Regions from separate parts of the Drosophila melanogaster genome. Here region 1 is linked to region 2. A link is a contact called in public Hi-C data. All regions are on one chromosome and are shown on one strand. Each heading gives the region's core, a stretch centred on a gene start, on an enhancer-like site or on the middle of the called end of the contact. The rest is flanking DNA. Distances are from core to core; before and after follow the strand shown. Region 1 holds the start of CG2004. Region 2 holds the start of CG12111.

Region 1 (6,101 bases), core at 2,639-5,138, 140 kb after region 2:
ATGCCTTCGAGACGCTGAGCAACCTGGTCACCGGCAGCCTGTCCAATGGCCTGCTGATGGTCACCACGGCCAACATCACCGATCGTCCGGCCTTTTCGCATCGCGGCGTCCTTCTGGATACGGCCCGTAACTTTGTGCCGCTCAAGTTTATACGCAGCACCTTGGATGCGATGGCGGCCAGTAAGCTGAATGTGCTCCACTGGCATGTGGTGGACACGCACAGTTTTCCGCTGGAGATCACCAGGGTGCCGGAGATGCAGCGTTACGGAGCGTACTCCTCATCGCAGACGTACTCGCGCCAGGATGCACTGAATCTTGTGAAATATGCCCGACTGCGGGGCATACGGATACTGATCGAGATCGATGGACCCTCGCATGCGGGCAATGGCTGGCAATGGGGTCCTGCCGCCGGACTGGGCAACATGTCCGTGTGCCTGAATCAATCGCCCTGGAGGAGATTCTGTGTACAGCCACCGTGCGGCCAACTGAATCCCCTGAACGATCATATGTACGCAGTGCTCAAGGAGATCTTCGAGGACGTAGCCGAGGTGGGCGCTCCCGAGGAGACCCTGCACATGGGCGGCGACGAGGTGTTCCTTCCCTGCTGGAATAACACCGACGAGATTCGGGATGGGATGCGGGCACGTGGCTACGATCTCAGCGAGCAGAGCTTCCTGCGGCTGTGGTCGCAATTCCATCAGCGGAACCTCAATGCATGGGACGAGATTAACGAGCGTATGTATCCGGGCATCAAGGAGCCGAAGTCGGTGATCATCTGGTCCAGTCACCTCACCAATCCCCGGTACATCGAGACCTACCTGCCCAAGGAGCGGTTCATAATCCAGACATGGGTGGAGTCACAGGATGCCCTCAATCGGGAGCTATTGCAGCGAGGCTACCGACTGATTGTGTCCACGAAGAATGCCTGGTACCTGGATCACGGCTTCTGGGGCAGCACATCGTACTACAACTGGCGCACCGTGTACTCCAGTGGCATGCCCGTTGGTCGCAGCAAGGATCAGGTTCTCGGCGGTGAGGTGTGCATGTGGAGCGAGTATGTGGATCAGAACTCACTGGGTATGTAAACGCTAGGGAACCAAACGGTGAACCAAACCCATTTAATTAAACCCAATCCAATCCCCTACAGAATCCCGAATCTGGCCGCGAGCTGGAGCAGCAGCCGAGCGAATGTGGTCAAATCCAAAGTCTTCAGCCCTGTTGGCCCAAAGAAGATTCTACCGCTACCGGGAGCGACTCCTGGCGCGCGGAATCCATGCGGATGCAGTTATTCCGCACTGGTGCGTCCTCCACGAAGGACAGTGCCTCTAAATCGGTCGTTCCGAACCTAGTTTTAGCACCAGCACATACCATGTACATACCTTTCAAACTATGTTATTTTATTCATCAGTTATTGCCCATAAAGATCTGTTTTTAATCCAATCCAAAATGTGTTTATAATATGCTTTTAATTATCTGGAGTTACGTTTTGTACATTATATGGGTTACAATTACGAAATACCCAATACTATATGAATTCGATTTTATCATAGAAATTAATGAGCTCACTTAATGTAGCCCTGATCGATGGCGTGCTTGAAGATATCAGCCAGTCGCTGCTGCTTGGCGGACTCCTTGAAGGGTGTGATATTCCAGATGTCGGTGAGAATGGCGTTCTCCTTGATTCCATCCAGATCGGCCACCTCATCGTCCTCCATCATCGTCATCGGCAGCGATTCGATGCCCATGCCGCAACCAAAGCGACCAAAGTTCTTTAGCTCCTCTTGCAGTGATTCCCAGGAGATGATAGACTCTGCATTGCCACCGAGATCCTGAATCAAATCCTGGGCGCTCTCCAGGTAGGCGCGGAGCAGCTCATCGTAGTGCTGTTCCCTCAGCTCCTGGCTAGTGCAGGAATAGATGAAGAAGCTCAGGTCGAGGGCCAAGGAGGAGCACCTGGCCAACTGGAAATCAATGATGATGATCTCCTCCGATTGTCCCCGTTCGTTGTACTTGGTCAGAAAGTTGGGCGTCCAGCAATCGCCGTGCCCGAAGACACTCAACTTGGAGCGAGTGGACACCAGATTGATCAGATCATCGAACAGCGGCGGCTGCAGGAAGTTTGTGGCCACAGTCTCGTATTTGCTATTCGGATAGATCTGCTTGACGGCGTCCGTGGCCACATTCTCCGCCAGCAGGAGGAAGCCCGTGTACCACTCGCGGGTGTGTTCGCCATAGTAGGTCTCCTCCAGCGAACCAGCAGCCTTCTCGAAGTTCTTGCTATCCAGGGCATTGAAGGCCAGGGCCACGCCATGGAAACGACCCAGGGTCCGCATCGTCAGCAGGGCATCTTCCAGCGAAATGTAGTCTTGACTGCAAGGTAAGGTAAGGTAATTGAAGTAAATGTAGTTGTATAATTTATAATCAATAAGGGTTAATGGTATTAATGGTAGATATTGAAATAATCTATTGTATGGGAAGTCGACAGATAGTGTAGTTACACTTATTTATAGAAAGCTGATTTCATACGAAAGGGGTGGAGGAGGAGGAGGAGGAATAAACTAACCGTACAGGTGCCCTGTAGCCCCTGGGACCCACATCCTCCAGGGCGATGAAATCGTTGACGCCATCGCACAGGCTGGCCAGGCAGCGGGGGTACTCCACGAAGGGCTTCTTAGGCGCGGGCTGGCGGGACTTCTGGAATGCCTCGATGGCCGGCAACACCTTGGTGTAGAAGTTGATCTCGTTGCGGAAGAATATCACCGAACGGAAGAGTCGCCGACGGTGCAGATTGTCGGGCATGGCCTTCACGATCACACTGATCTCTAGTTGCTTCTCATCCTGGCCCTCTTCCGCCTCCTTGACGCCGTAGATGGTGATGCGGAAGACACGGCTCAGATAGGCGTCGCCCTTCTTGCCACTTGGGCCAAATTTGTACGAGGTGTGCCGGGTGCCGCCCGCGTTTCGGATGATCTCGTCCAGCGTCGCCTCCGAGAATTTGGCCGAAATGTCCGCGAAGCTGGGAAAGGTGCTCATCGTGGTGGTGTCCAAAGTGTGTCTGTCGCTGCCGGAGATCGCGATCTGCTATTTGTAACGAGTTAAACTATTTCAGCGCGGCGATAACACGGCGTAATCGGTGAAAAACAAAAATAGAAAAAAAGAAAATAGCAATTGGAAAAAAAACGTGAGCAGGCTGCTTGCTGATGCTTGAATACCCTCGCATTTATATGATTATCTTTTTAATTAATTATTAATTAATACTGCCTTAAGAGCTATAGGATATAGACATTAGATCGTTCGGAATGTCTAAGTGATCACACCCTTTGCAAGAGTATCCAAATACAAATAAAAATAAGCGGACAAGTTTGTTTACCGCGTTTTGTTTGGTACACGTCAGCCGCGTCTACGCCTCCGTCGCAGTCGACGTCGCTGCTCTCACTTACCGGCGTTTTTCACACTTTACACACGTGCGTGAGTTTTCGGTGACGTTTATGGTTTTGCCCTTTTGACCGCCAGCTCGTCGCAAGTGCTACTGATTTTGATTCGGATCGCGGGTGGCTATAAATTCGAAATGAATTACAATGCACAGCAGCAGCAGCTCAGTTGGTCACGCACACAAATGTAGGCACATGCACGCACACAGGTGTTTTGAATCCGAGTGAAGGCAGGGTTAGAGATGCGCAAGCCAGTTTCCAGCTGGTAAAGAGCTAGCGTCGCTTTTAAGCTACTTTCCTGTTGCTCCATTGATAGAAATTAATCCAAGCTATTAAAACCAAATGCATATAGTAATAGTTTAATTCATATTTATATATAGAGTTCCAACTCTAGTTTTGTAGCTTAGCACACTTGATTTTTGCCATCTCTAAGCAGCTGACAGCAACTAGCTGCCAGTGTTGGCAAACGACGCCAAACGTGCTGGAAAGCCTGTGCAGATTGCACGTGTGCCGCTCAACATTTGTTTTTTGTACTTTGATAATTTCCAAATAATCCGGAGAAATGACGGCCGTAGAGCCAGCGACAAAGAAGAAGCGCATCTCGAAGAAGAACAAATCGGCATGGCGCAAAACAGACATCCAGGATGTCGAGCAGTTCCTCGAAGATCAGCGCCAGGAGGAGCGCGTTGGGTGAGTTAGCGGGTAAACAATGTGGCCATCCGGAATCATTCATTTGCGTACTGCGCTTATTACAGAACGTTCGCGGATAAACAGGATGAGGATCTGTTCGTTGTGGACTCCAGCCTCCCGAAGACCAAGGCCACCGTTCTGAGTGTGAAGCAAAAGCGGAAGCTGAATGCCAAGAAGCCCATGCGCAGTTACCAGGCTTTGGAGAACACATCCAAAGTCCAAGATCCCATTGCCAAGCGGTGAGTTTGCAGCATATCCCTGACAGGCGATCTCATTTATCTTGAAATCCCTGCAGCAACCATGTGCGCCAGAAGAAGAACGGACGTAACATCGAGCTGGAGGTGTGCAATCCAACCAAGCCGCGCCATCGCCAGGCCAACAGCGATCGAGCTCAGTACTACGTAAAACTGGAACAGCGTCTGGCCGACAAGAAGAACAAGAAGCTTGATGTCGAGAAGGACATCTGGCAGGAGGTGGATTTTCGCGACGAGATTCCTGGACTCAAGGACGAGAAGGGTTGGATCAGTCGCGAACTGGCACTGCACACAGCTGGAAATATTGGCAAGAAGGTGGTGAAAACTCACGCTAGTCTGCACCACAAAACCACCAAAGCCAAGTGAGCACACTTTGCTGGGCCTTAAGCAGTCGGGTTATTATTGATTGTAATATGTCTTTTAGGAAATTCGAACTCCCGCATCCGGGCATGAGCTACAATCCCGCACCCGAGGATCATCAGGCGCTTATTGATCAGGTGGTGGAACGCGAGGAGGGCATCATTAAGAAGGAACAGCACCTTAAGCGCGTGACCACCAGCATGTTCTCCAAGGTGACGCCCGAGGAGAGAGATCGTCGTCGCCTAAATGAAATGAGCCAAGGCATGGACGAGGAGGAGGGTAGTGAGCTCGATGAGGATGTCCAAACGAATGGGAAGAAAAAGGAGGACGATGATGAAAAGCCATATCACACAATCAACGCTCCCGTGGAGAACAAAAAGAAGAGCAAGCAGGCTCGCCGCAACGAGCTCAAGCAAAAGGAGCTGGCGCGTCAAACAGAGCTCAAGAGGAAGCTCAAGCAACAGACGGCTGACCTGATACGGTAAGTTTCTAACTGATGGCGTTGTGGTCCATCTCTAATCTCTATTGTGTTTCTTCATTCAGCATCAAATCGATTCGCCACGAGCTAGACGATGAGGAGGAGGACCTGAATGATCTAAAGAAGCGCCGCAAGCAGCGCGCCGAGAAGGCCAAGTTTGAGCCGAAACGCCTGGGGCGTCACAAGTTCGAGGAGCCAGACCTAGACGTAAATCTGCCCGAGGATATCGCCGGAAATCTGCGCAACGTGAAGACTGAGAGCAGTCTGCTGAAGGACCGCTTCCACACGCTGCAACGCAACAATATGTTGCCCACGACAAAGCTCGTCAGCCGCAAGAAGTCCAAGGTCAAGCGCTTCGAGCGCAACTCCCACAAGGAGCCGGGCGTTAGCTATAATGACCTCAAGGAACGGCGCAGGGCGGCCGCCGCTGCAGCCAAGGCTACTGCCAATATCAAGATATAGTTCAGTTATTAGGTCTCTTTATTTTTAACGGAGCTTACAACAATATGTACTTTTCTATAGAATTAAAATCCACATTCTTTTTCCCCCCAAACGAAAAAAATTATGAACTCTAGATCAGGGACTTGCCCTGACTGCGTCTCTGTTTCGGATTGTTCTTCTTTTTCTTCTTGGACAGCGGAGCTGCCAGGTCGCCATCCTCACGCGTCTCGATTGGTCCATCCAGTCGCTTTACGCCACTGAAACGAAAGAGAGGCAAATACGAAATAAGTTATATTTTTTTTAACTGAGTGATGTTTATAATAAAACGAAACTGGAGACAAATAAATAAACGTGGTTATGTATTAAGCACATTATTAAAAAAAATAGGCGCACCTACCTCTTGACGGAGAGCAGCCCGCTGCCACCGCCTGTTCCGTTTGTTTCCAG
Region 2 (5,402 bases), core at 1,641-4,140:
GACAAAAAAAGCAAAAAAAACCTACAACGCATCTTTTGTTTAAACTTATTTATGATTAATTGACTATTATGATTATGCAATGTTGTGCATTTTGCATAGATTCCTGCCATTTGTTTGTATAGTTGTTCACAAATCTCTGTAAATACTTAGTTACCGCCCATCCCCCTGTGACGCACCGCCACGCCTCCCGCCCCACCCACCACGCCCCTTCTAAACGCACTGCCATTTTGAGAAAGGTTTTTAAAAAACACGTCGAAAAGGAGCTAGCAGAAGAGTAGAAAAGAAGATTTAGACTTTGTACATGTATAACATTTTAGGCTGTTCTTCTTTTTCCATTTGTAAGAGACAAAGAAACAAAGAAAGCAAAACAAAAAAAAAGCCCAAACCAGAAACATAAACCCAACTAATTGTAAAGTCACCTAAATAGTCTACGAACATGTTTGTCAATCGAGTCGCGAACATAGAGCTCTGTAATACTAGGCGGCAACATTTAAAATTTCATTCTGAAAGTGCAACATTTCTGATTCTTGGAGATTGTAAATGACATACACAAAAAAAAAAAAACGCGGCTTTAAATGTACATCAAAACATGTTGCAATACTTGAATATGGATTTCTCTGTTGTATGGTGTGATAGCACAATTTTTGTTTGCATCATTTATGTATAGTTCTGTAATGTCTAATGTCTTAATATTTAACTTCTATTATAGTTTCTCATTTGGCTTTCCTTTCGATCATATGTATGTATTTGTGAACTGTTGCGACATTAAGCTTGTTTGTGAATCGTGAGCTAAGAGTTCATAGTATTGAATCTGAAGTATCGACCTTGAGTGGTTCAAAACCTAAAGTTAATTTTTTAATTTTCGAAATGTGTGTGAAAGAGAAACGTCATTTAGGACCCTCGATATTTCAGAAAAATCGAGATTAGGTTCAATATCTTTTTTTTTTCTGTTGCCTAGTGTGAATTAAAGCGATGTTCAATGTTGACAAAGGCCGAAGGTGCGCTCTCCCTTTCGCACGACGACTCCTACAAGCTGGCAGCTTTGAAGCCCACCTTACACATACACACTTTCTCACTCACATCACAAACACACACAAGCGCAAAGGCTCCCCCCACACAGATACCCGAACAGAGAGGGACACTTAACGATAAAGTTAGCATAGAAAGTTGGGGAAGACGGGGCAATGAGCCGTTAGTAAGAATGAGAAAGCGGTTGCGATAGAGCGAGATAAAGTAATAAGGAACGAAATAGAGAGCGAGCGAGAGTAACATATAAGAATTATTAAATTTATGCACTCGTCTGTTGAATATTTATATGAATTATATGTATGTAGTTACTAATATTAACTAATTGATAAATATACAATATTTATATGCATAACTTGTGGATTAATGTGAACAAACAAATGTTTAGAATTAGCAATCTAGCCACGTAAGACTCGTAAATGGTAAATCGTAAATCGACAACTACTTAGACTACATAACTGTGTACCAGAGCATATGTAAGCACATAAGCACTCCCACACACACACACACGAATACACCACTACATGCATACTCGCTATGAATGTTGAGATTATGTCGTAGATTTTTTCAATATCGATCACGTTTTCGCCTAGCCTAGCAAGTAAGCCGCAGATCTAACTGTAAAACTAACCCATTTCCCCACTGGATTCCATGCATTCGAAATCGTTTCATCCTTCGTCCATCATTGCCCATTCAGTCCTTCGTTTTCGTTTCAGTTTGCGCTCCGTTCGCAGTTCCCAACTTTCATATTACGTGTGCCGTTATTGTTATATAACACACATGCATATACTCGAAACATACACAGTTTTTTGTCGTCGCGATATTAGTGGGTATTAATAAATTAAATTAAATTTAATTAACTACATTTAACGCAACTAAATTCAATTCAAGTGAATCAAATGAATCGATCGATAATACATGTATGTATATGATAGAGTTCAATAGCTGTGTAAGAATCGGAATCGTAACAATTTAGTATGCAAAAATCGTAAATCTAACTGATTGTATAATTAGCGAAAAGAGAATAACGGATGCGATAAGCAAAACGATGCGACAAATAAAAGCCGGCAAAAACTACAACTTTTGTTTTTAATATGTACCAATATTCGTAATATTCGTAAAACAACTCGGTTTTGCCCCAACTTCAATTGAACTTATTTTAATATATGTATGTAATGCTGGTTTTATTTTAGAACCAATCGAAAACTACCACTTAATGTAGGTGAACTTGAAGGTTTTCGGTTCCGTCGCCTCGCAGACGTACAGCATCTGGATCTTGCAGTTGGCATCGTTGATCATCTCCCGGGTGGCGAACATGTGGACGCAGTTCTCGTTGCCGCCGTAGTTATCCGGCATTTGCTTGGGCCCGTTCCAAGGGGCGTAGGTCATCGGGCGGCCGTTGGACATCCAATAGAAGGCGCCCTCGGTGCCCAGGTCATTGCCCGATATCCAAAAGTAATCATTGTTCTTGAACCCCTTGGCCTTCATGTATTTGATCAGCGCCTCCATTTCCGGCTTATCCTCGATGGAGGCCAAGTGGGCGTTCATCATGCGACAGGCGCCGGCCGCCTGAAACCAATTCACCTTATTCATGGGCTCGATGTAGTAATAGTTGTCCCCGATCCGCACGAACGGTGTGGTATCAATCTCCGATGGAATGCCTAGCGATATTGTGGGATTTCTTTATTAGTCCGCCACACTTTACAAACAATTCCTATTATACATACCATTATAGACCTCGGTGCGGTAGTTGGTGAATATGTTCACATCGGGCAGATAGGCCAGTGACGGTATCCCGACGCTCGTCAGGATTAGCAGCAGAGTCTCGGTGCGGTACATCAGTGGTCAGCGGTTCGTGCTCAAGTATCCGTCTCCTGCGGTTCTGGCCACTTATATATCCATGCTGCGCAGCTGTTTATCCAATGGGTATCGGCTGAAATAGCAACATGATTCCAAACAAGAAACTCAATCCAACAAACGGACATGAGTGAAAAGTTATAAATATGGTTTTGTTTATTTAAAATCTCAATTGTTGATTTTGTTAGCAAGTTTATTCGATATGCGCTATTATGCAGTTGGCTTTTGCTTACGGTTAAGTTTAAATAAAGTTTTAAACACTAAACGAGCTCAAAAATAAATATTTCTTGAAATTTGTTGATTTACCTAATAGTGTATGTAAATATTCAAATAATTTCTTGCTGGATCATTTTGTAAATCTATTCCTGTATATATATGGAGCTTTCGAAAGCAAAACTCAGATCGTCGCCCGCAGATCGAATTCGGGACTGAAACTGGTCATCTGGTTGGGTTGCGGTGCGTTCGTCACCTGCTGCGCCGGCCACACAATGCCCTCGATCCAGTCGACGAAGCTGGACACCCTGGTGTACACCGATGGCGGTCCACTGGCGCATCCCTGTCCCAGCGATGTGATGCCCACCACATAGCCAAGCAGGCCGTCCTGCATGAGCAGCGGTCCGCCGGAATCGCCCTGGCAGGTGTCCCGCTCGCCGGTTATATCGCCGGCGCACATCTGCGTGCCCAGCACGCCCTGAGCCAGCTGATCCTTTTGGTAGTGGTGCTGGCACTCCTCGTTGCTCACGCTTTTCAGCGGCACCTTTAGCAGCTGAGCGGAGGATAGACCGGCGAAGCTGGTCTGCCCATAACCAATGGCCGTGACCAGCGTGTTGGTCACCTCCTTCTGCGTCCAAATGCAAGTGGGCTTCAGTTCCGGCTTGGCCGCCGTCTCCAGCTCAAGCAGCGCAATATCGTTGTATGCCGTGCTGGCACTGTAATCCGGATGGATGATCACGCGCCGAATGCTTATATCCTCGCCCTCGGTCAGGGTTAGATTGTCGCCACCGAGGCGCACCTGACTGGGTGGCTCACTGGAAGAGAAGAAGCGACATTAGGATTGAGAGCTCAACAATCTATGTACATACGAATATCAGGGGATATTTCCATTGCCAGGGAAAAACCGCCAATCATGCAGATTAGCGTTCCAACTTACCCGCCCAAATCGGCACAGTGGGCTGCGGTCAGGACAAAGTTGTTGGCGATAAGGGCGCCGCCGCATCGATAGTATATCCTCTGATCGAAGTTCGAACGCCAGCCCAATGCGGCCATGAAGGGGAACTCCCGCGGACGGGTGGGCATGCCGCCCACCACCGACACGAAGAACTCGTCGATCTCTTTGACCTTTGACACCTTGTTCAGTTCATTGCAGGCTGGGGGAAATGGAAACGTCAGGGGATACCCTGTGGTTAGTCATGGATGACAACACATTATAAGGCTCGAAACTAGGGCCAAATGATACATATACTTGCAATAATACAATATGTCTGTTATTTATGGATATGTTGAGGTGGGTCAGCTTACCCTGCTGGCTGGATCGGGTGACAATTGGAGCTACAGCTGGGGCGCAGCACACATAGTGGTCGAACCTCACAAAGTAGCAGGTCTTGGGCGATTCGCGCCGCTCTAGCCAGCCGTTCAGGGCACTGGGACAGTCCTCCATGCGCCGGCAGGTGCCCTTCGTCCGCGCCACGTCCTCCAGTTGGCACTCATCGAAGGTTTCGACGGGGAAGATGATGCCGCGCAACGATTGCGGACTTATGGCGGGCGTGGCGTGAACTTCGACGAAAAAAGTACCATTTGAATGGATGTGAAATACATGTGAGTCAGCCAGTCACTCGACGCGACTGAGCTGGGAAAACCCCTTGATCGATCAGATATTCCTGTACTCACCTGCCAAAAGTGGTAGCGACACCAGCAGAAGGTGCAGATACACACGAGTGGGTATGCAATGGGTAGACCGAATGCTCATCCTCCGTTCTTGATCAGCGCCAGCGGCGGACTGCAGTGGGGTCAGCTCGACAAGTGGCGATCCCAGATCGGAAAGCAGAAACCAGCCGGGCAACTTCCAACATCCAAGTGCCAATTAACCGAAAGCCAACGGACACACAGTGAGAAAAGCGACACAATATACATACAATATAGATGGGGAGTACAAAAGTGCATTTATTTTTTGAATTCTATAAACTTGAAAGTGTAGAGCAAACATAGTGCATTTTTTTTTTGCACATATAGATTCCTAAAAGCATTAAAATAAATTTGTACTTTCTGTTTGAAATACAATAAAGGTTATTCGCGTTCATTATACATTTTGATTATTGTCGTGCCAACTTGGATTTATTGATTTCAAACAAAAAAAATACGCATTTGTTTAATTCCCGAGCTGTATTATCTGCTCGGTCGCTTCTTGACTTTTGTGACACGAGTTTTGGGCTTTTTTGATAGCAGCCAGAATCGAAACGAAAGCAATATATTGTATTATATAAGCAAGAACAACCGGTTCTGCCGCTAAATTCATTTGTTTA

The links. Hi-C and Micro-C count contacts between places; a contact is called where the count stands out from the background.
Region 1: a contact with region 2 is called in a Hi-C map of the Kc167 cell line, with 2.5 times the contacts expected there. The contact joins the promoter of CG2004 here to the promoter of CG12111 in region 2. A contact is called at or near these places in 3 of 107 Hi-C or Micro-C datasets (the D17-c3 cell line and the Kc167 cell line) and 1 of 6 datasets of contacts at active chromatin or transcription factors (the Kc167 cell line).

The regions. Positions count from the first base shown.
Region 1 is chrX:8,711,036-8,717,136 of dm6, forward strand. It overlaps CG2004, which reads right to left and starts at 3,889. Exons shown (of 3, transcript NM_001272424.2): 1 at 3,441-3,889; 2 at 2,564-3,100; 3 at 1,437-2,370. The coding sequence starts at 3,033. The coding sequence ends at 1,563. CG1785 reads left to right here and starts at 3,901. Exons shown (of 5, transcript NM_132274.3): 1 at 3,901-4,121; 2 at 4,187-4,360; 3 at 4,417-4,737; 4 at 4,800-5,216; 5 at 5,279-6,030. The coding sequence starts at 3,994. The coding sequence ends at 5,675. It overlaps Hexo2 (Hexosaminidase 2), which reads left to right. Exons shown (of 3, transcript NM_080342.4): 2 at 1-1,077; 3 at 1,148-1,443. The coding sequence ends at 1,329. It overlaps l(1)G0020 (lethal (1) G0020), which reads right to left. Exons shown (of 5, transcript NM_132275.2): 4 at 6,052-6,101; 5 at 5,678-5,911. The coding sequence ends at 5,785.
Region 2 is chrX:8,568,058-8,573,459 of dm6, forward strand. It overlaps CG12111, which reads right to left and starts at 2,891. Exons shown (of 2, transcript NM_001272412.1): 1 at 2,754-2,891; 2 at 2,151-2,687. The coding sequence starts at 2,865. The coding sequence ends at 2,233. Trf4-1 (Topoisomerase related function 4-1) reads left to right here. Exons shown (of 5, transcript NM_001272411.1): 5 at 1-2,102. It overlaps spirit (Serine Protease Immune Response Integrator), which reads right to left. Exons shown (of 5, transcript NM_167161.2): 2 at 4,771-4,942; 3 at 4,402-4,656; 4 at 4,034-4,250; 5 at 3,042-3,911. The coding sequence starts at 4,849. The coding sequence ends at 3,281.